2 separate regions of the Gasterosteus aculeatus genome follow, and region 1 is linked to region 2. Evidence: chromatin contacts called from public Hi-C data. All regions are on one chromosome and are shown on one strand. Each heading gives the region's core, a stretch centred on a gene start, on an enhancer-like site or on the middle of the called end of the contact. The rest is flanking DNA. Distances are from core to core; before and after follow the strand shown.

Region 1 (5,869 bases), core at 1,825-4,324, 51 kb before region 2:
TTTTGGTGTGAACGCAGCATGATGAAAGCAACATTTTCCCCCTGCCGTCTGCAGTGGTCTGTTCTCTCTCTCTGATCAAGGCAATTCTAAAAAAGGAATACAATTTGTTTGTTTTGCAATGTTCTTACCTTATAGAAGTTGAACACAAGGTCCAATTCACACACATTGTGGAAATACTCATTCAGCACCTAACAGGAAAGAGATGATCGGTAAGAATGGCAGACTTTTCATTTCCAATCATAGAGCAGCTGTGTCGATAAAGCAAGAAGAAGCTTAGATAACAACACTCAATAACACTTACTCCACCATATCTTCACACAGCTAATAGTTGTTTGCTGCTATATTGATGTTTAGAATATAAAATACAGCTCATTTAATGTGATGCATTACTGCAGATTATGTTGATGCTGTAGTTGCAGAGAATTCCCTTCACAGCAATGTGAGAAGCCAATTTCAGGATACAACTATAAGCAATAATTATAAGCAACAATAGGCTTAGAAAGCGCAGAGTAAGATTGTTTAGCCTTTCAGAATGCACTTACTTGCATTTCTTCATAGTCAAACATTACACGAAATGACCTTCACTCTGGAGGGCGCTGAATACAAAATGGTTTACTGTTTGTCGAAGCCAAAAACAAACAGTAGATCCTACTATAAGCTTCCAATTGATATGCATTCAATTTGTAAAACTAAATATCATAAGTAAGGGAAAAGGCTGTTAACCATGAATTAAGCAAATTAAGAGATCGAACACGATCACCATCAGCTGCTTAAATTATACAATATGTGACTGACGATGGTGTTCTATTTCAAAGCATTATCTGCTACTTGTAAAATAGAAATAACAACATGATTATTATTTAATCATTAGCTGATTTTATTTAAAGCAACATCTGAATTGAGTACAATCAAACTGGAACGGACATTATTAAGAAACCTGCAACGTTCTTCTGAAATCTGTTTGCACATTACAAAAAGTGAACACTGCCATTTCAGTGTTTGTGTAAGACATGTGCGGTGAGTTGCTATCAGACTCAGTTTTTAATTAGTGATCAATTGGTTATTTTATTGCTGGAGGCTTATTTCCAGCATCAATATAATTAGTGTTATCGAACAGTGAAAAAGTCAATGATTCCCCCTAAACATAAGAATGCAAGAGGACCTTTATTCTACTAATTTGTACTGAAATAGACTGACATGATGAAACTATGACTCATGTGTTGTCCTTGCAACGCTCCATATTCTGTTGAAGTATTATGCATCTGAGCAATATACATAGTACAGTGCATTAAATGTTGTTTGAGATCAATTCGTACTTTAAAAAAAATCCACGCTTGATATTATGGAGCTGCGAGACAGTAGAGGAAATGTTTTGAAGGAAATCATTAACGGACATTCCCCCAAACAATCAGACCATGAAAAGTAAATCATCATAGTTCACTTACTAAGTATGTCATGTGTTGTGTATTTCATTTACCTCTACAAAGTTGTGGATCCCCTCGAGGTATGCCAAGTTGTTATCAGTCACATCCACACAAATACAGAAGTATAGACCAGCATAACGCCGGTAAATGATCTTGAAGTTCCTGAACTGTGAGAACAAAAAAAAAAAGAAAAGAAAATCTTCTTTACAACTTTTTCCCTCGTATTGTGACAACAGCAGCTTTGCCTGGCAAGAAGCTTCCCAGCTTCACCCAGTGCATCATATACTGACTACCTTGGAAATAAAAACGCATCATAAAACTTGTCAGTAGACGAGGATTTTTATTCTGTTTTGACGTTTACCAGAACACCATCCATTGGCTGAATTTTATTTTCTTTGAAAGAGGATTTGTTTAAAAGTAGCTAGTGGAAAACGTTAACAATGTGGGACACTCATCAATCCCCCTGTAATTTTACTAAGAAGCCATAACAGTAAGTATTAACAACGGCATGGTTCCAGTGAGATCATTCCGACGGTATTTATAACAACGTTCTGGTTTAACTGAACATAGGAACATACTGTTTAAGGTCACAGAATCACCCAGAAAAATAAAACGGTGGATCGATACATATGATACTAAATAATCACATACCTCCACAAAATTGGTGTGTTTGGCATCTCTGACTGTTACCACAGCATGCACCTCCTCGATCAACTTCTGCTTCTCATCATCATCGAACTGCATGTACCATTTGGCCAGTCGTGTCTTCCCTGCTCGGTTCTGGATGAGGATGAAGCGGATCTGTGCAAAAAATTAGAAAATGAAAAGTGACACGGTGAGATTACGACAGAACTAGTCCAACGTTACTCGTCCCAGAGGTCTAACGTTAAGTCATTTGAAAAAAAGATAACGTTACGTTACTTCATAGAGAAGAAATATTAGACTAGCGTTATATAACGTTAGTGTTACTTTGTTGGTTATTGGCTTTCACTCGTCTACAATTAAACAAAGCTAATACTATCTAGCTACATGTGAGTAACGGTTATCTAATACATCTGCAGTATTTTATTATTAAGCTTTAGCTAACGTGTAAGCTCGCGGTAGCTAAACCACACCCATTTTGGTTGACAGCAAGATTGTGAAAGAAGTCAAAATGATTGCCGGACTTTTGAGCGACGTGCTTGTCGGTGTCAGTGATAAAACATTGTGATTTCCGATCTGAGGCTTTAGCTTGCTACGGTAAGTAAGCTCACCTGCTAGCTGACTGGCTAACGTTTTCTAACTGACTGAATGAAGACGTTATCCAGCCAACTCTCAACTGCTAGCAAACCAGCGGTAAAACACGACTACTATTGGAAACAAATGCTGTTCATATGTGACATATTTACCATTGTCTCCTAAATATGGACCTGGCACGCTCCAGAATAGCACGTTCCCGAAGAATTTTGAGAGGATTTGTTCAAAAATACATCAGTAATTTCTTCGACCGCTCGTCCGCTATCTTGCCCGAGCTAACAGGAAGTGAACACCATTAGTGAGCTGCGGTGCATGATGGGGAGAGTAGTTTACATCGTGATATTTAGAGCTACTCGGAGGTCATGTTGCACTTCAAGAACCAGCATCCCTCCGTAGTTTCTTCACTTGAATGGCATTTTGGATCACATGATAAACTCTTTTCTTTTATATTGCAGAACAATGTTGAAATGTAGATTCTTATACGAATTCCAAAAAACTGTAGTTATAGATAAAAATTACATTATAAAACATCGACATATCTCAATCAGTCTTAACACTTCTGTTTTTGAGGAAACTGAAGGTTATATGGAAATGGAACTCAATACTATTGTCCGGCTTAACATGTATTAACATATTTAACAGCATCCGTTTTACAGTGTTACAACACCAAAAGAAAAAATATATACGCTGTATACATATTTATGTTTATTTGTATTTCATTTTATGAACGGTATATCAGCAAATTCTTCACAATAGTGTGTGTGTGTGTGTGTGTGTGTGTGTGTGTGTGTGTGTGTGTGTGTGTGTGCGCGTTTGCCTCTGTGTTTGTGTGTGTGCGTGCGTGTGTGTGTGTGTGTGTGTGTGCACGTGCGAGTGAGCGAGCAAGCGCGCTTGTGTGTGGTTATGCTCCAAATAACTTTCATACACTGTATAAAATAAGACATCTTTCCACCTCTTGAAGTTACATCGTTTGTGGGTGTTTTCTGCAGAGTCAGGGCTCAGGGTTTGTTTACTTGTCTAGCTGGGCAGCCATTCACTGCAGAACATTGCCCAGGCAGCTTGGACAGCTTGCCTCTTGGAGCATTCAGGGTTTTTTAGGGGGTCAGTGGGGGATGGGGAAACTGTGATTGTCAGGGATTGCACAATTGTGGATGAAGGAATGTGCTTGCTCTCGGGACCCATTAATATTTCTGCTACAAATACAAAGGGGAAGGCAAAACCAACCAGCGAATTAGCAATAAACATACCCTTTCCTTCATGTTCCAGCTGTGTTTTGATTCTGGTGTGTCTACGGTAATAAAAGCACAGCATGTTGTAACCTTCACATGAAAACCGAATAGCACAAATACCCGTTTGTGTTGTAATTTAATAGCTAAAAGACCAAGTTGTATGACCGGGTCTGGCCCATGTAAAGAAAACACTGGTGGGAGAGACGGATATGAAACCTATGCAGATTGTTCGAGAGGAAAAACTGACCCCCACTAATCATGCTCTGTGTGATTGGGGTCGTGCAAATATGACTGAGGACACAGTCAGTAATGTGATCGGACAGAAGTGTGTGGACTTTATCAAACAGTGGGCAGTGCACCTTGAACCCTGACTGACTATTTATTTAACAGTGGGTCACATTTTAAACTGTCAAAGTACACATGGTGCACTTTATGCGTCATAGTTTGACAACTCATGTAAGAAAAATATACCTACAAATAATTACTTTTTAACGTATTTACTTTTAGTTTTGCCATTTACCTCGACTAACAATACACTTCAATTTCAAATCAATACATACACATGTACTGAGGTTTTTCATCCCTGGGAAGTATTTGCTCTGATATTAGACGGAATGTAGATCACCAGAAAGGGTGGACTATCGGGTAGATAAGAGGTGACATTCCGAGAGAGAAGAACAACACGAGACACGAGCTATCCGTTTGTGCTGTTGGTACAGGAAGTTGTCCTCTCACAGACATTTCTCCAAGTATGTGAAAATAGTTGCATTGTCTTTCTGAGAAAAACACTATGTGAAAGTAGCTGCATTGTCTTTCTGAGAAAAAGAAACACTTCAGGATCTTAAAATGTTTAATTGTGTCGGGAAATCGAAGGACAGACTTCACAGCCAGTCTTATATGACGTGGATGGAAACATATATATACAATTGTGACCAGTTTTGGAGATAATGTTTCCCCCCCCTCAGAAAAAAAAGGTGTTAAATATTTTCCCTGTGTCGTGCTGGCTACATTTTGGTGTTGAAATCCTCTGGTAAAGGCTCAACAAATCTTATACCAGTTATCTAGCCACGTCCTGTTAAAATCTATGGGTTGGATAAATGTTTCAGCCTGCATAGGAAAACAGGGATCAATTGGGAGACGTAATGTGTGAGACACAGGGCCAAGGATCACTGTTGCTCGGAAACCGTGTTGCCCTGAAAGGAAAGTTGCAGTGAGGGAAACAAGGAATAGCATTCTCATATCAGTGACATTGCACATCCAGTTTGAAATGTTGTATTAATTAATAGGCCAAAGATATAACCCTAAAACAAAGTGTACGTATCTCATCATCAGTGGAGGGAGAAGTAGTAACGTAATATAAAAATCATCACATGATGAGGAAATGTCCCCTGTTGCTTTAGTATCAAAATATAAGTGCACTCAAAAACAGAATATCCAGAAAAATTGTTTGGCAAATTTGCCTAATGTGAAAAAAATGAATATATGCAACGTGTTTCAAAAATAAGAGGGAAAAAGATCTAATAGTCTAAATCTTCCTAAACAATGTCAGTTGTAATTGTGTCCATGAACCGCTGGGCAACTCCCTCCCTCTCTCTCTCTCCCTCCCTCTCTCCCTCCCTGTGAATAGGAGGGCAGATGCTGGATTCGGGAGACGGTCCGCCATTATTGTGAAGAAAAAAAAAATCGACTTCCACACGCTGTCACACATTTCGCCTGCAAGGGGCTGAAGAGGAGAAAGGAGACGAGGGGCGATCGGGACGATCGGGACGATCCGCCGCGCTTTGAAAGTGGCGCTTCTGGTAAACGCAGACGGGGGCTTTTGATCGCGTTTCATCCGCACTCTTTATGTTTGACACAACAAAGGAAATAATAACTGGTGAAAACAACGTGGTGGTGAACCAAGAAGGGGAAGAAAAACACACACACACACACCGAAACAGCGCTTTAACAAAGCCTCTCCACCCCTTTTCTCCTCGCTTC
Region 2 (6,057 bases), core at 71-2,570:
CAAGTCGAACCTTATGACCAGCGAGAACCTGTCCATCTGTTTCTGGCCCACACTGATGAGACCAGACTTCACCACCATGGACGCCCTGACCGCCACCCGCACCTACCAGACAATCATTGAGAGCTTCATCCACCAGTGCGCGTACTTCTTCTACAATCAGCCGCTGGCCGACGGCCTCCACGGCTCCCCCACCTCCACGCTCTCCTCCGGGGGAGGGACTTCGGCCTACTCCTGCATGGCCGGAGGCTACTCCTCCCCGCCGACTCCGTCCCCGGCTCCCTATGTCCTACCGGCCACCCCGCCAGTCATTCCGCACTACGGCCCTCCTATCCACCATCACCACCACCACCACCAACACCACCTTTCACATCAGTCCCCACCCCACTCCCCACCTGTTACCCCCCAGTCCCCCATCCCCGCCCTGCTGCCGCCCTCCCTACACCCCCACCACCCGCCTACGGAACAACACACGCTGTGAACCAGGGATCAAGGGAAGGAGGGAAGGAAAAAAAAACGAAGACGGGATGATGAGATTTAAGGGTTTAAGGATCAGAGATTTTGAAGTTGGGGAATGGAATTGAAGAAGAAAAATTTAAATCGAGAACCGGAGGTAGGAAGATAAGTTGGGAGGGATTGAGTGAGATGCAGTATGTACAGGGAGAAACCGATGCGCTTGGGAGAAGAAGAGGGCGTTTGAGCCTCTGCTAACTTTAGAAAAAAGGACACACACACACACACACACGAGGCTGACATGGGGAACACTGAACTGGTAGTGTGATCTTTCCACCCTCTCGCCACTTCACCCTTCTGTCTCTCAGTGTCACTGCACCTAGACCTGCCCCTGCCTTATAGAGAACCTACACACTAACTAGTGCACTGTGGCCAGTAACTGATAAAGGGACTCTGGAGTAGATTGGAAAGTCGAATGTGAACTCTGCAACGTTGTGATTGCTTCACCACAGACGTAACGCAAACACTTTGACGAAAACCCCCCCTCGGTGGCCAGCGTGCCTCCGACAACCCCCTTAACCCCTCAGCTGTCCTGGGAGTCCTTGTGGCCGCTTCCTTCGCCACGCGCCCTCATCCTCTACCTACGGGGGGCTGTGGCAGGGTCACGGTGGAGCAGAGAGGAGGTCCTTAAAGCACGTTTGTTCATTTGGCTGCTGTACAGAGGACTTGGGCAAAAAACACGTGTTACTACCCACCCGACAGGATGTTCTGTCCTCTGCGACACACACACACACTCACACATTCCTGTCCATCAGCCCCTCACACAGACACGCATCCACACACACACAATCAGTTTCAATTGAGGCACTATGCCAAGCACGGGAAAAACAAAATCTCAACAGACCGGATCTGCTAGACAGTGAACTGGAGCAGAGGATTATGGGTGCTCGCACCCTTTGCATTCTGGGAAGGCTCCTCCCAGTCTCCTGCTGCTCTCTCTCTGTTTGTTTTAACTTCAACCTCATGCACTGTCTTTGTAAACACATGAAGAAGGAAAAAAAACAACATTCAAAAGTGGCAAAATGTATTGGTCTAAATCTTGATTCTGCATTCCCGCTGTCCCAAAATATTTTTATTTTGTCCTTCATTAGACAAAATCGTGGGAAAACACCCGTCACTCAATGCGTGGCCTTGTGTGTGTGTATACGTTTTTGCGTGAGAGTCTACATGTCTGTGTGCGCATGTATCCATGCCCTTTTGTTTCACCTGGATTTCCCTGTACTCGACAGATAGTGGCAATAATTACGCTGTCAGATCTTCGCCTGTCATGTTGCTTCTCTCACGCTGTGGTGGTTTTACGAGCGAGCCGGTTCTGCAGTTTCCAGTGAGGACCTTGTTCAAAAAGCACTTTCTGAGCACTTTGAAGGCACATTTAAAATTGGAGCTGCTATGACGTGACAGCCACCGTTCACTTTACTGTCAGTCCACCGGCTTTCCTCTGTCTCTGGCAGCTCACCGCTGACATCTGTAGGATGAAATGGGTATTGCAGCCAAAACCTGACTTCCACATACTGCTGTGGTTTTAGTGTCAGATGCAACTGCAAAAAGATTATTATCAACTTTTAGAGCTCAAGTGTAAGAATTTGACTAAAAATAAACTGCAGTTTCAAATCGGATACAAATCAACTGAGATTAACTAGATTTAGGCTGTCTTGTCTTTTTAGTTTACACTTCACCGCGCTCTAAGCCAACCAGTCAGCCAGCCAGTGGTTGCATATAAAGATTTGGGACATTGAGGCAAAATGTAGCCCGGAGAGTAAGCGCTAGAAATGAGGCCTGGGTTTTGACCGCTGGGAAAGGAGGCGTTTTATTGTTGGAAGTAACACGCTGCCCTCTTAGGAAACAGAACGATACCTCTGGAAGGGAGTCTCAAACTTGCTGTCAATGCACTCAAAATATAAATTTGCAAGGGTCCCCCCCCCCCCATCGCCTTGTTATGCCACTGCATTGCCTAGTCGGTCCTTGTCCAAGAGGGACACTTAGTTCTGGGAGAGACCGCGGTCAGAACAGACAGTCCATTCATCCGTCTGCATGACTGGAACGGAGCATCACAGAATTCCTCTGCCCAGCCTGCTGTTACCGTAGAAACCAGTGAGACGGGGCTGGGCGATGATGCTCGCCGAATCAAATCAGCTTATAAAGTGTGTGTGTGTGTGTGTGTGTGTGTGTGTGTGTGCGTGTGCGTGCGTGTGCGTGCGTGCGCGCGTGCGCGCGCGCGCGCGCGCAAACATGTGTCCCTGTGAGCTCGAGAAGTTGCCCACGCGTGTGAACTTATGCGTGTCTCAATGTTAAGCAGATACCTACCGAGGTCACATGTTCTCTTTGACACAGAGTTGCATCTCTGCACGTCTCCCCAGACTGTCCTCTGCCCAAAACAAAAACCTTTAACCAATCACTGAACTCTTAAAGGAACTTTAGAAGTCAACACTACCTACTTACTGTGTGTGTGTGTGGGGGGGGGGATTAGAGGGTAGAGGAATCATGAACATGTTTTTGGTCGGGTGAATTCGAGCGAACATGCTCTGGAGTCGGCCAGACACCCGTGTGATCCAAATAAACGTGAAGGAGAGGAATGCAGTTCTCCTTGCGGTCAGTACCCCGCTGTGTAACCCTGTTAGCTCGTCCAGATTACACACACTGATCCGCTGAAAGTGTGGGAGACACGGAGGAGAGCTGGGGGGGTTAGAGGGAGGAAAGACAGGCAGCAAAAGGGTGAATGGGATCATTATATGGGAGACGGAGGGAGGAAGGGGGGGAGACCACTGGTACTTGTGTGTGTGTGTGTGAACGCCCGCCAGTGGCGTTCCTTGTGTATATCAATGTGTTAATACTGAACTGACTGTGAGGCAGCCAAAGACTGTGTGGGGGGAAAAAAGGGTCGAGAAAGAGATGGGAAGCAAAGTGACAGTTTAGAAGAACAATTGAATTAAAAATGTGACTTTGGTTCAGCGATATGTGGCTTTTTCTTCTTTTCTTTTTTTTTTGCAACAATGGTGACCGATGTCTGTTAAGTTAAAATGAGAAACAAGCAAAACTATATTCAAATGGTTGTTTATTGGTATGTTAGGGGGTCTAACACATTGCCCTTTAGTCAGTGGTGATAGAAAAAAATCCTTTTTACGTTTTATTTTAATAATTAAAAAATACAAAGCTTTTTTTTTTAACAATTTCTTTGTGAACGATTGAGAGAGCAGCCCAGTATAGTGCATGATTACTTCCCAACCACGGAAGAGGGCTCCACAACTCTCACTATTTAAGATGATGATAAACAAATATAAAGAAATAATGGGAGAAAAGAAAATAATAAAAAATAAATGAAGTACTGTAAAGTGAAAGATAACATCAAACAAAAAAAACTGTCATTATTTGCTGAGTATGGTAATTTGTCTCAATGGGAATGGTGTATACAGCAAGGCCTTATGTGATCTGTATCATAGTTAATAAATCAAATCTTGTAAAACTACTGCTTCCTGTCTCTTTTTTACACTGTGATGAAATCCTGAGCAGCCTCTTTAATGCACTTAATTCTTGATTATATTGTATGATACCTCTTATCTCATTTTCTGTGAGGGAATATATATAAATCGGATCTAATCAAATAAGTTTGCATTGTATTTTTACCTTTTTTAAGTTTACAGGCTTGAAAAAAAAGGTCTATTTTAGAAGATTAAGATTAAGAACATTAAATTCTTAAATGTGTAAAAAATGCTGTGTCTTCATATATATCTTGCAAAAAGAATTGCTGATAGAAAAACATGAAACAATATAATCCGAGTGTGTGATTGAGACGTGCCGTAGCTATTGTGCAATAAACCGGGATTTTGTAAACCAATTTGCTTGATACATTGGTTTACATTACATTACATGTCATTTAGCAGACGCTTTTATCCAAAGCGACTTACATTACACTTTAAACCCATGGCTTTTTCACATTTTTGCCCGGGGAGCAATTAGGGGTTAGGTGTCTTGCTCAGGGACACTTCGACATGGAACATGGGGCAGCCTGGACTCGAACCAACAACCTTGTGCTTCCCAGCACACCATCTCTAACCCCTGCGCCACGACGTTTAAAAAAAACCCACATCCAACAGGCAGATTTTTGATTCTATATACACCTAAACCCCTTGATAAGTTACTTACCCAACATCCTTTTTGCAGATGTTTTTTATCTAAGTTACAGGACTCTTGATGTGAGCAGCAGGAATCTGGCATCTCACGTTCCTTCAGATTAACGCCACTCTACTAACAGTTTTGCAGCTGCTTTGGAGGATTGAAACACACTGTAGCTCCGATCTGTTGATACAGAGACGTCAGGACTTGCATAATTAAAGAGCAATGTTCATTTAAAAATGCTCTGAAAAGTTCAGTTCCACCCAGATTGACAAAATCCCACCACATGTTTTGTCTGTTTGCTGTGCATACGGTTGAAGGGCCACATTAGCCACTCAGGGGCCACTCAGATGAGATCACAGTGGCCCACAAGGGCCTCCGCTCTTTTTTGGGTGGGACGGTGCGTGGGGGGGCGCCGGCTCCGCCTGTGCCATTTTCCGGGCGATGTAGCCCAAGGACTTGGGTCCCTGCGAGGCCAACGCGAAGGCCTCACTGCCATTTCACGGTGCCCTCGTCTGACCTTTTCATTGAGTCAAACCAAAGGAAATCCATGTCCATGACCTTTGTGGTGCATCTCTCCATTCTGGCGCCGACAGAAAAAAAAGAAAAGGGCCACGGCGATAGAGGGGCGAGTGAAAAGGGCAGACAGGACACACAACCCTTGAACTCTAACCTTTAAGAGGTGTCACAAGGGAGTGAGTGGTGTGGGAGTTGATTGGAAGTCAAACACGGCGATCGTCAACGTTTGATCTAATGGCCAGCGTGGGGATGAAGCCACTCGGGGGTCGTCAGGGATACGACAGTTAATAACTAATTAAAAAGTGAGATAAGAGAATAAAGCACAATCATCTCCTGCTTTTTCCCTTGTGCGTACGCAGAGACGCCACTAGGGGGCGGAATTGTCCCACAAAGTACCCGGATACAGCCATCGCTCGGCCGGGTAGAGGAGGAGGAGGAGGAGGAGGAGGAGGAGAGGGGGGGGGGGGGGGCGTCGACATAATCGCTCGTGGTTTAAGGTTTGGAAGTCTCTACACACAGAGGTGGCGCATCCACGCGCTTTAATCCACGCGCTCGCACCGAGGCGATTGCGTGAGACGCGCATCCGGAGACGCGTCTCATTGATATGGAGCTCCTCTCCCCCGCTCGCGCGGTTTGAAGTTGGAGGAAATGGCTTTGACTGAACTCCAGAGAGCGTGCGGGGGGGAGGAGGAGGAGGAGGAGGATGATGATGATGGGGGGGGGCGCGCTCGCTAGAGTGAGCCTCGGAATAAAGACAAAGAATTTAATTTGAAGCCATCGGTGCTCTCTGCATTTAAGACGCGTGATGTGGTCCTTTAGAGCGATGCACGACCCGACAAACAACAACAACAACAACAACAACAACAACCGCCACTAAAGTTGTGAGGTAGACCGAGAGAAGGGGGGACACGTCTGCAG

The links. Hi-C and Micro-C count contacts between places; a contact is called where the count stands out from the background.
Region 1: a contact with region 2 is called in a Hi-C map of liver, with 6 times the contacts expected there. The contact joins the promoter of ap2s1 here to the enhancer-like site in region 2. A contact is called at or near these places in 6 of 6 Hi-C or Micro-C datasets (blood and trunk muscle, liver, skeletal muscle and 2 more).

What each region holds. Positions count from the first base shown.
Region 1 is chr1:10,208,555-10,214,423 of fGasAcu3.hap1.1, reverse strand. It overlaps ap2s1 (adaptor related protein complex 2 subunit sigma 1), which reads right to left and starts at 3,074. Exons shown (of 5, transcript XM_040174018.2): 1 at 2,813-3,074; 2 at 2,076-2,225; 3 at 1,478-1,591; 4 at 129-188. The coding sequence starts at 2,815. arhgap35a (Rho GTPase activating protein 35a) reads left to right here and starts at 5,475. Exons shown (of 7, transcript XM_040173613.2): 1 at 5,475-5,869.
Region 2 is chr1:10,155,939-10,161,995 of fGasAcu3.hap1.1, reverse strand. It overlaps arhgap35a (Rho GTPase activating protein 35a), which reads left to right. Exons shown (of 7, transcript XM_040173613.2): 7 at 1-3,970. The coding sequence ends at 478. Among protein-coding and RNA genes, the nearest start is that of npas1, 24 kb to the right of the region's middle. Within about 2 kb of position 1,320, at least 7 of the 9 cell types and tissues checked have open chromatin away from gene starts, as enhancers often do. A contact at or near this core is called in liver, where this site is marked.